Linked DNA regions of Zea mays: region 1 is linked to region 2. A link is a contact called in public Hi-C data. All regions are on one chromosome and are shown on one strand. Each heading gives the region's core, a stretch centred on a gene start, on an enhancer-like site or on the middle of the called end of the contact. The rest is flanking DNA. Distances are from core to core; before and after follow the strand shown. Region 1 holds the start of LOC100382225. Region 2 holds the start of LOC103651602 (acyl-protein thioesterase 1 homolog 1).

What was found. Hi-C and Micro-C count contacts between places; a contact is called where the count stands out from the background.
Region 1: a Hi-C map of ear shows a contact between it and region 2, with 5 times the contacts expected there. The contact joins the promoter of LOC100382225 here to the promoter of LOC103651602 in region 2. A contact is called at or near these places in 14 of 25 Hi-C or Micro-C datasets (bundle sheath, ear, endosperm and 4 more) and 1 of 3 datasets of contacts at active chromatin or transcription factors (leaf).

Annotation. Positions count from the first base shown.
Region 1 is chr3:230,737,893-230,743,606 of Zm-B73-REFERENCE-NAM-5.0, reverse strand. It overlaps LOC100382225, which reads right to left and starts at 3,738. Exons shown (of 4, transcript NM_001174981.1): 1 at 3,569-3,738; 2 at 3,315-3,461; 3 at 3,108-3,201; 4 at 2,310-2,839. The coding sequence starts at 3,730. The coding sequence ends at 2,733.
Region 2 is chr3:230,574,171-230,579,569 of Zm-B73-REFERENCE-NAM-5.0, reverse strand. LOC103651602 (acyl-protein thioesterase 1 homolog 1) reads right to left here and starts at 4,067. Exons shown (of 9, transcript XM_008677267.4): 1 at 3,803-4,067; 2 at 3,576-3,687; 3 at 2,361-2,397; 4 at 2,193-2,262; 5 at 1,955-2,059; 6 at 1,702-1,852; 7 at 1,494-1,576; 8 at 1,283-1,376; 9 at 830-1,191. The coding sequence starts at 3,827. The coding sequence ends at 1,119.

The DNA.
Region 1 (5,714 bases), core at 2,489-4,988, 160 kb before region 2:
TCGCCCGACCCAGGGCTCGGACTCGGGCTCAGCCCCGGAAGACGACGAACTCCGCCTCGCCCGACCCAGGGCTCGGACTCGGGCTCAGCCCCGGAAGACGACGAACTCCGCCTCGCCCGACCCAGGGCTCGGACTCGGGCTCAGCCCCAGAAGACGGCGAACTCCGCCTCGCCCGACCCAGGGCTCGGACTCGACCTCAACCTCGGAAGACAGACTCGACCTCGACCTTGGAGGAGCCTCCGCCTCGCCCTACCCAGGGCTCGGACCGACCACGTCACAGGAGGGGCCATCATTACCCTACCCCTAGCTAGCTCAGGCTATGGGGAACGAGACCGACGTCCCATCTGGCTCGCCCCGGTAAACAAGTAATGATGGCGCCCCGTATGCTCCATGACGACGGCGGCTTTCAGCCCTCTTACGGAAGCAAGGAGACGTCAGCAAGGACTCGACAGCCCCGACAGCTGTCCTTCCGTCAGGCTCCGGCGCTCCTCCGACGGCCACGACATCACACGAACAGGGTGCCAAAACCTCTCCGGCTGCCACGACGGCATGTACTTAGGGCACTAGCTCCTCTCTGCTAGACACGTTAGCACATTGCTACACCTGCCAATTGTACACCTGGACCTCCTCCTTACGCCTATAAAAGGAAGGTCCAGGGCCCTCTTAGAAAAGGTTGGCCGCGCGGGGGAAGGACGGGACGACGCGCATAAGCCTCTCGCTCTCTCTCACGCGGACGCTTGTAACCCCCTACTGCAAGCGCACCCGACCTGGGCGCGGGACAAACACGAAGGCCACGGGTTTCCCCTTTTACGCCTGTCTCCCTCCGGCTCCGTTTCCCCCCTTCGCGCTCCGTCTCGCGCCGACCCATCTGGGCTGGGACACGCGGCGACAATTTACTCGTCGATCCAGGGACCCCCGGGGTCGAAACGCCGACACAAACGCACATATGTAATATTTTTATAGACTTGGCTCATATTAATATTTAATAACACTTAAAAGTCGGAATTGGATAAGGTATATGCTATAATTTACTACTACTATTAAACGGGGACTCCCGTTCCCGCTTCGCCAGAGTTGGTCTTCGACACTCTCGCGTGGGGAAGGATAGGATAGGATAGCCATCCATCTTCCACGGCGCAGGGTTGACCACGCGCGGCACAAGCACAAGCAGATGATATATGCCGGCCGGAGTGCGATTCCGCCGCCCACCCAACTCAACGATTCCTCCTGTCTATAAATCCAAGATGGGCCCGGGACGGGAAGGACGATTGCTGTTCAAAATCAAAACCCATAGATGAACGCTACAGTCAGTCAGTCAGTGTCCAGGGCTTCGCTTCAGCCCTCGTTGATGACTTATAATAGTGGAGTACTTATTTAGATGCTCATTTATTGATCTCGATGCATCTATGTGCGTTAAACGGAATTAATTTGGTGTTAAATTCAGCACACGTGAATTTAAGGTGGATACACAAACACCTGCCCCCTATTTTTTTTCAACAGGTACCAACCGATGTTCCTGAGAATCTTGAGCCCATTGGGTTCACACTTCACGGGGGGCAAATAGGCGGCCATAATAAGCACAAAGAATAAAACAATAGCTTTCTGCAACTGCAAAGCACATGTATCTCAGATTCTAACAGCAAACCACATTGCAATCCTTTTGCTCCAGATATGCTGCACACACTGCATATTTGGGTGGGATCCTTCTGGCTGCAATTCTAAATTTTGAATCGTCACGGGGAACACGCGATGCTTCAGGGCGGAAGATATTTTCACCTTCAACAGTACACAAGTGGCAGATACCAAGAACAGCTGACCAACAGATTTCCTGTAACTCGTTTTCAGACATCATTGGAAGGCCCAAGTTGAAGAAAATCGCAAACAAAAAAAAATGGTGGTTACGATGGAGGACAATCTGATCCATAGTTTCTGGACGTCACTGATTGGCATGCAGGTCAACTGCATGCAATACCTGCACTATAGGACCAACAACCTCTGAATCTCCTTGATGCTGAGGAATTCGAGCATTTTTACCAGAATTTGATTGCGAGTGCACACAATGGTATATTTTTTTTTTGTTTGTGTTGCGTAAACAAATCCACCCTCAGAAAAAAAGGGCCAAAACATAAATGCAAGTGATGTTCGTCAGATGAAAGAACACTGACATCATTCACAGGGCATCCCGCCACATATCTGGACATCTTTCAGATGGAATGGCTCTATTAAATTCTCTCTGTGGGCACTAGACATCACCCTTCAGACTATTCTTGCACAACGACGACGAATACTTGCCTGTACAACTTGTAAGAAGTCTGAAAACAAGACATAATGTTGCTGTCAGTGTTAATAGTTGTACAGCCCCGCATCTTTCGTTTTCCTTCAACATGAGAGGTCATTAAGGATACAGACATCAGAATCGGATTAATTGACCTGCATCTCTCATTTCCCGACAGGTCTTCGGTTTCAGTTGAAGCAAAACAAACCATTGTTATGTGGTTAGAATAAACACAGCCAAGAAGATACATACTACAAAGATGCAATCAACTATTTCGTAAACTAACATATAGGAGAAATCATCCAACGGCTTGACACCATGATCTTGGCATGTACGCATGGCCCACGATGAGCTTCATAACAACCATCTATAGGAGTACAGCTTCCCCTGACAAATAGAAATTGTACTTCTGGACTCTTGCACATAAGGGGATACATGGAAGCATATCACTTCCATTTCACCCGTTATCTCTCATTTTGAGTTGAGTTGAAACGGCAATCTTTTGCCTTGACACAAAATCCCAACAGAAACCTTTCAGCTTGAGTTGATTCCACACTCTCTTCCCTTCACAGAAATTCCCAACAAAAACTATTCAGTTTTAACAATCCGTCAGGTACACTAAGCAACAGCAAGAAAGAACAGCTTTACTTTCCCTGTACTAATGGCTAAAGTTCCAACTGTGACTCTTCAACGAGAGATTTGTAAATTTAGCATCATGCCCACAATTCATAGTCACAGAACGACATAAACAGACCCAAAAATCATAGACTCACAGCAATTATAATCACACAAGGCAACGAATTCATCAGTAAATTTCCAATTGTTTCCTTACCAACTCCCCAACAACCATCTATCATCGATAATGAAAACTGACATCGCTTCTTCAAGCGTAACCATTTCCCAGGCAGTTCAAGCAGCGCTGCACCCTGATAAAAAAAGAAAAAATAATTCAGCAAGCTTCCATATCATAAATTCATAATCACAGCAACCCAGCAGCGGCAGAACGGGAAATAGAAGAGCCATGTGGGGGGTGGCTAACCGAGTCCCATCGCAGGTAGGGCAGAGGCACGGATTCACGAACACCGGGTCGTGCATCGGAGACCACTCGATGGTGGCGCTGCCCCTGCAGAGCCTGCACGAGTAGCTGCCCTTCCCCTCGCAGGCACCGCACGGCTTCGCGAACTTCCTCTGACGAGGCGTAGGCCACTACTAGAGTCAGTCGCGGGGAAGGACGGCACCAAAAACCGAAATGGTGGGCGCTGCGGAGGGTGGAGAAACGGGGCGAGCGCGCACCTGGTTGGCGTCGGAGATGGCGCGGAGGGCGCGGACGGCGACGGAAGAGGTGGCGGAGAGGAGGAGGAAACCGCCGCCGAGATACGCTGCCAGCCGCCCCACCGACTGCAACTGCCGCCGGACCCGGTCGCCGCCGCCTCGCCCTCCGCCTCCAAGCTCCATGCGCGAGCACGGCGACTGCAGCGGTGTGGTGGGGCCGCTTGTTATCTAGACGGCCCAGTGGAAATCTTTCCGATAAGGGCTGCTTTGGGAGAATCATCTCCTCATGTCCCAGATTAAAGTTTAGTTATTGTCGCATCAAACATTTTAATATCAATTAATAGTATAAAATATACACTTAATTAAATTTAATAAATTCGTCTTATTTTTTAGCCTATCTTCGCAATAAAGGCTGCTTTGGGAGAATCTATCTACTCCAATCCTGAATCTCATTCTTCTAACTAAAGTTTAGTTTATGGCACATCAAACATTGCATATTAATTAGGAGTATGAAATATAATAGACTTAATTAAGTTTAATAAATTCGTCTAATCTTTTAGTCTTTATCTGTATAATTAGTTTTATAACTAGACTATTTAATATCTATAGTTATCATTTAAATATTTTATATAACATGACCTTAAATTTAGCTTGGGTAACCAAACACCCCATACATACTCGTATTTGTTAGGAGGTTATTTTCAGTGCACGACTTCACTGTTTCTAAAAATATCACTAGAAACTGACTCATCAACGATATATTTGCACAGTTAAATTAATGTGTGTCAAATTTGATAGCAACTCAAATGATTGCACCAGAGGTTTATATAACGTTTTTGTGAACATTGTATCAATATGAATCAAAGCATTTTATGGTTTGGGGGCAAAGATGAACAGGCACCACCGCACCAGCATATAAATCCAAGTGTTTGTACAAAGCATATGCTTAAGCTCAGCGTCGATGTAACATTGTATCATGGTTTAATAAATACAATTGCAGCTCAGCTTGATAAGGTATTAAGGTATGAGCATAAAGTAAGGAAACTATTATAGACAACTTCCATTGTGCATATATTTTTAACAGGAATGAAGTTTAGAAGTATATAATGTGAAGAAAACTGAGAGAAAACAATCACATGATTAAAGAAACTAATCAACCTTGATCAGTAAAAGATGGTAGCAAAAACTTTGATCAGATAAAATATGTTTGCAACGATGCAGAGGAGCAGTTGCAAACCCTAACACCGAGGACACTCAGATCATGTATAATCCAAATTTTACGTCATTGAACTAAAAGTAACTCGCATACCTTTTTTCATAGACCATGAAAATACGGATATCATCATATATTAAAAAGTAAGTTTGTAATGTGGAGAAAATCTTGAGAGAAAACAATCATGTGATTAAGGAAACTATCCAGCCTTGGAGGAAACTATCCAGCCTTGGTCGGTAAAAGATGACAGCAAAAACTTTGATCATATCAAATATATTTGCATATACAACTAAATAAACAGTTTTGCTGTCTCGACCAATCTGTCACACTTATTTGGGATTCAGTTGCCCATCAGGAGGATCCTGTTCACAGTCGTCGAGTTCAAGGCAACTGCAATACCATGGATGAAAACAAAAACCGATGAAAATGTCATGGAAGTAGGTTGCAAACCACACACATGGCCTATGATGTAGGGAAAAGAACATGTGACGGGTTTGGGAAAACACAGGTGTAGGTGGCCGATGATGTATGAAGACATACGATAGGTTGCGAGATTGAACTCGTGCAGAACTATTTGAGGGGGCTACCGGTAGCTGCAAGGCCGCTCCAATCGATAGGCCTAAGCGGAGTCACATCCCTTACTCACATCCCTTTCTCTTACTCACATCCAACAGACGACGTTCTTTGGATCAACCTACACCCTCGCGCTCTCACCGCACGTGCCTCTTTTCCGCCTTCTTCTCTACAATGGTGCCGGGCACATTACTAGTAGATAACAATTAGTTGGTGTTCGCGTCGATCTGGGCATCAATCACTGTGAGTTGTTCCGCTTGGCGGGCTCTCTGCGGTGCCACGGATGATCCGCGACCTAGGTCCAAACGGTCCATGACCTGGTAGCAGGAGTGGGGTTCCCTGCGCCGAGCCGGACGGTCAGCGCCTGGTGGCCGTATAGTC
Region 2 (5,399 bases), core at 2,818-5,317:
GTGTGTCGGCGGTCCGGTTCCAACAGGCACGACCATGCGGACAAGATGGTCTGCGCCGCAGACAGTTCGTAGGGATGGCTCAGACGGACCATGATTAGATTAATTAAGGCAAGAGTCCTTATCTCGTGTGTACTTATCTAGCTAATTGCACGGGAATATGTTGTGAAGCGCCTAGGAACGGACCTAGACATCCACCCATATATATACACCAAATCGATTAAATCAATATGTTAGCAGTTCTTTACATTCTTGCCCTAGGAATAGCAGTAACTTAGTCTAGATTTATCTTTTTCATCTCTAACTTTCACCTCTCCTCGACTTGACGACATTTAGAGGCGTATTGGATGGCCTGTCGATTCCAAGACAACTCTAGGATCTTTACTCTGATAGGATCCCTCCCGAGAAAACTCTATGCACGTGCGGGCAATCCGGATGTCCTGAGTGGACTATTCGCCGCCCTGTAAAGAAGAGTGAAGCTCTCTGCGTATGTCGTGGACGATCCGCGCTCACGCAGAGAGTACGTCAAGTCCTCGCTCCCTGTGAGTGGAACCAGGGTGCGCTAGCATCAACAACTAGTTTTCCTGGTGATATGTTCATAGATCCTAGTTGTTCCTGCGACAGTATATTTCATTGGAATAGCACAAAGACCGACGTCAAATGGATAGCAAACGATGAACTGATGCACATTAGGTGCCATGCCAGTATCACCAATTGCAACTTTTGAGGATCGCTCTATTTGTTGGCTCTTTGCTCACTGTAAACGCTGTAATACTATAACATCGAAGCTGCAAACTCTGATCTTGTCCCTTAATGGTTGTGGAGATATATGTTATGTTGCAAAAACTCATATGTATTTAAAAACCGAGCAATACAAATACTGCATTACAGGCATCCTCTTTAGTGGTAGTAACAGGGTACATTACCGGTAAACTAACATGGTATGTATATGTATCAGTGAGAGAAATTAAGCGCGTGGAGTTACAGCCTACCAAGCCATGACAGTCAACTCACAAATCACATAGCCTATCAAACCCTCTGCATATTGTCAATACCTCTCTCTCTCTTTCTCTATGTATGCCAACGTATTTGACTTTGAGATTAGCCACGAGATAGGCCGCTCAGAGTCCCAGCGTTGACCTCAGCCACTTGCTGACGTCGTCCATCTCTTCAGGGATAGTGTAGTGACCAAGCCTGCATAAAAAAAAAGAGCATTTTGTGACTCCTTAACCTCTGGGGGGGAGAAAAAACTGACGTCCATGAGAGATCTGGATAGCATCAGTACCCGTTGTAGGGTTTGAAGTAGGTGTACTGGAATCCCGAGCTCCGTAGAATCTCAGCTGACCTCTCGCCGTTCCTGTAGGTGACAACCTCATCGGCTGCAAATAAAAAGAAAACAAACCATGTTTTGCTTTAGATCTTTCATTCATAGCTTGCAGCAGATGAATCAACAAATCCGAACACACGCGTCGGTGGATGCTATGCTGTGTGCTGACCCATTCCATGGCTGAGCAGGATTGGCAAGCCGGAAGCTTTTCGAAGCGCGAGCTGCGAGCTCTCGATCTTGCTCCTTAGGGTCCTGATGATCTCGAACAAGAGTCAGCCGATTCAGGATGCGTTTTAAGGAGACGTATTAACATAACCATAACCATGCATATTTTGTTTTTTTTCTCTCTCTCTTCCGGATTATTTATTATACCATACCTGGAGCTAGGAAGCCAGCCACTCAAACCGACGACGACCCTGAGGTTGATCGGATAGGCGACACCGTTGGTGAATCTGCCGTGAGCGTAGCACGCGGCGGAGTGGAGCGCAGCGGCAGCGCCCATGCTGAACCCTCCTATCCCAAGGCTCACTGGCATTGCATTGCAATATTTTCTCGTCAGTCAGTCAGCGTTAACAGTTAGTTGTTCTATTGCAATCCTGTTCAGAGTTAGCTAGTACGTACGGTACGTACCATCAGATGGCTCGGAGGACAGCAGGTTCGCCACATGCGCGGCTGAAGCGTCCATGCCTTCGATGTCAGCGTGGCCGTCCAGTGAAGTCTCGTCCACATCGAACCCTGTTCTCCGTGCAGTTCCAGAGAAGAAGAAACAGAAACAGAAACAGAAACAGAAACAGAGCACGGTCTAGCTCGGTCAGGGATCGGAAAGCCAAGTTTACTGCAGGCTCTTGAGTTTGAGAGAGAAACCCACATGCAGTGCAAGGGAATCCACCGAAAGCCGCGACAGGCCGCGTTGGTGCAGTAGGGCAAATCCATTTGACCTGCACAAGGATATGAGATGTGGGTTTTGATTAGAATGATTTTTCTTACATTGGGCAGTAGGGCAAAAGTGAAAGTGTAGCATGGTTTTTTTTCTTACATTGGGCAGTGGAAGAGAATCCAGGAGCTGGGACCAGCTGCAAACGGGAAGGAAAAAGAAAAAGAAAACGATAAGGAGCTAGCATAGATTAGGCCAGTGTCTGAAGCTAGTATAGCAACAAGTGATGAACTGGTGCTGATATTCTACCTGTCGTAGCCTGTGTGTCTGAAATGACAGTTTTTTATTGGATGGATCTTATATACTACCTCCGTTTTGAAAATTTGTCGCTCACCAGTTTACTTTTGAACTAAAACACGATAAATAAAGAAGGATGGAGGGAATAGTAGCTAGCTAGCCGGCCTAACATTACCAGGCAATGGAAATAGTATTCTTACTCACTACAAATAAGCACGCCGTCTATACATATTAATATTAGTCGGTATCGATTTGAACAAGTGGAGAATTAAAGAACCACCGTGACAGAAATATTTATATATCGAGGGGGAAGTAAAGCGAAAACACCATGCCAGGCATATTCCTTTTGCTCCCGAAACCCAGAGGCGAGCGAGCGAGAGCGCAGGGCGACAAGACGCCAGGAAATTGGTAATAATAATTAATTTAGTGCCACATGAATCACAGTTTTTTTTTTAAAAAAAAAAACACTTAGCTAGGTGCTCGATGCATTCTGGTTGGCAGACAGAACCTTATTAGCTGGCCACATTTGTAGGAATATTTTAATCTGTATATACACATATATCGCCCTCCATGCATCAAAAAAAAAAAAACAAGAAGACGAATAATCAATGAGGCTTCAATTTGACGACCTTTCCAGCTAGCGCGTGGCGGAGTATTCTTTTTCGTTTCAGGAAGAAAATGTGTATGAACACTAGCTAATGTCTCGAGAAATGAACAAGGTTCCTGTCCTACGTACTCATCATCCTATGTATGGGGACATGGAACCCATGAAGTGCTTTCTTTTCGAGAAACAGTAGCGCACATCAGCTAGCGGCACTTGCCAGCCTGCCACCTTAGTCTAGTTCGAGAGCCACAAAATCCAAGGTAATTTGAGAGGCTAAAATCCACTCAAAGAGATTATTTTAGCCCCTCTAATTCTTTCTGGTTTTGGAACTTCATTCCAAACTAACTGTAAGGGCTTCCAAACTAACTATAATTGTTACTATCACCAGAGGGCAGGTAAATAACAGCAGTGATCGAGCAGCACAAATGACTACTAGACAACAAGCAGCATGCATGCATGGTTTTACATCTATATACCTGCCGCCATTGTCGCCGATGCCATGGAGCCACACAATGGTGGCCTGGTGCCTCCCCTTGGGCCTCACCACGTACGTCCGCCCGTACTCCACACGCCGCCCACCTCGCCCGCCTGCACCCACATCCATCCATGGCGCGCGCGGCCGGCCTAGGTTAGTAATAGCCAGAGAGAGAGAGGCTGAAGCTAGCTAGGATCGGAAGAGCACGCAAGAACGCGGCACACAGACCAGAAGAGCTGCCCCCATAGCTCATGCTGTCGTCGGTCTCCGCCGCCGCCGCCGGTCGCCTAGCGAGATATCAATCGAGCACCACCACCACCACCACCACTGGAACGCTAGCTGCAAGTGCGAGTACAACCTAAGACGAGCGAGGCGAGGCCCGCTCAAGTGAAAAGCTAGCTAGCTTGTGGATCGCTTGGCTTGCTGCTGCTGCTGGTGGTTGCTGCTGTTGCAAGTACGAAGTGCACAGGCCCGATTGACCTGTATTTATAGTGCGAGCTCGACAGGGACAGGGACCGCGCGAGGAACAGGCGGCACCACCACCACCAACACCCAGCCTGACACTTCATCGTCAGGCTGATGCGTGCCGGCCGTCGTGCGAAGCGAATCCGGCCGGGGGATTGCTACTCACAGTTTGTTACAGCTAAGGCCTAAGGCGGCCTACTGCATAAGGGAATGAAACTGCCTAAAGCTAGCCTCGGCCGCTAGCGCTAGGAGAGCAGGATAAAAAGGCTGGATCCTTTTTTTTTTGGGTTGAGTTGAGATGAGGAGGGAAGAAGAATCTCACGACTCACTCACCTAGTAGCAGCAGCAGTTGCATGCGCGCAGCGCCCCCTTGCTTCCTGTGCTGTGCTGTGCTGACTTCAGATTTGCAGTACCATACCGTGGCCTAGCTAGGCACCTAGCCCAATAAAAAATATATATTCTTGCAGTGAAATAAATTGATTTAGGTAGAGAAACAAAAGGAATTAGCAAGAAATATTACTTCAGTAAAATAAATTGATTTAGTCCATGAACAAAATCGACAGCAGAAATTAAAATAACTTGTCTACGCACATAAGGAAACTGTTATAGAAAATCAGGCCCCACCTTTTTCTATATATCATATGGAAGGACGACGCGTAATTCGACAGTTACGAAAGTCGTACTCCTGTTCCAGAAATAAATATGTGTTCAGAATTTCGGTGGGAAATATTGATGTAAGTAAGAAATCATATTATATATGCCCTTGTAAAGAAGTAATCATTGTATTTTAGAAAGAGAGTAGGTAGAAATGGTATTAAAAAAACTAGAGGTGCATTTATCTCGAGATAATTTTTAACATGTTTTATGCATAAAAAAACTCTAGAAGTGTGGAGGGAGTAACATGTTTTTATGCATGGTAATTTACTAATTTGTCAGCAGATAAATAGATAGTCCCATTTCCTTGGTTACATCGAGGTAGGTGCACTTATCTTGGATGGCATCGTGAAAGCCACCCTTAAAAATATACTTAGAAAATCTTAAATTTTCTGAAACGATGCACATCTATAATACATATATCTTTAGGTGTGCGTGTGTGTGTTATATAATCATAAAAGTTGACAGGGAAACGCATTTTGTAAAAGAAAACATATGAGAAAATAACAAATTTCTGTTGCACACTAGGATAAGGAATTTGTCTTCGAGTGGCTAGTGCATATATATATGCATGTGCCTCAAATTTGGTTTTTTTATGAACTTTTTTTCTAAATGGAACTTGAATATAAGGTTTTCATGGTACAAAAACGATGTTTTACACGACCATGAACATGATCTTACTGATCGATTGCAGGGAAGGCATAGC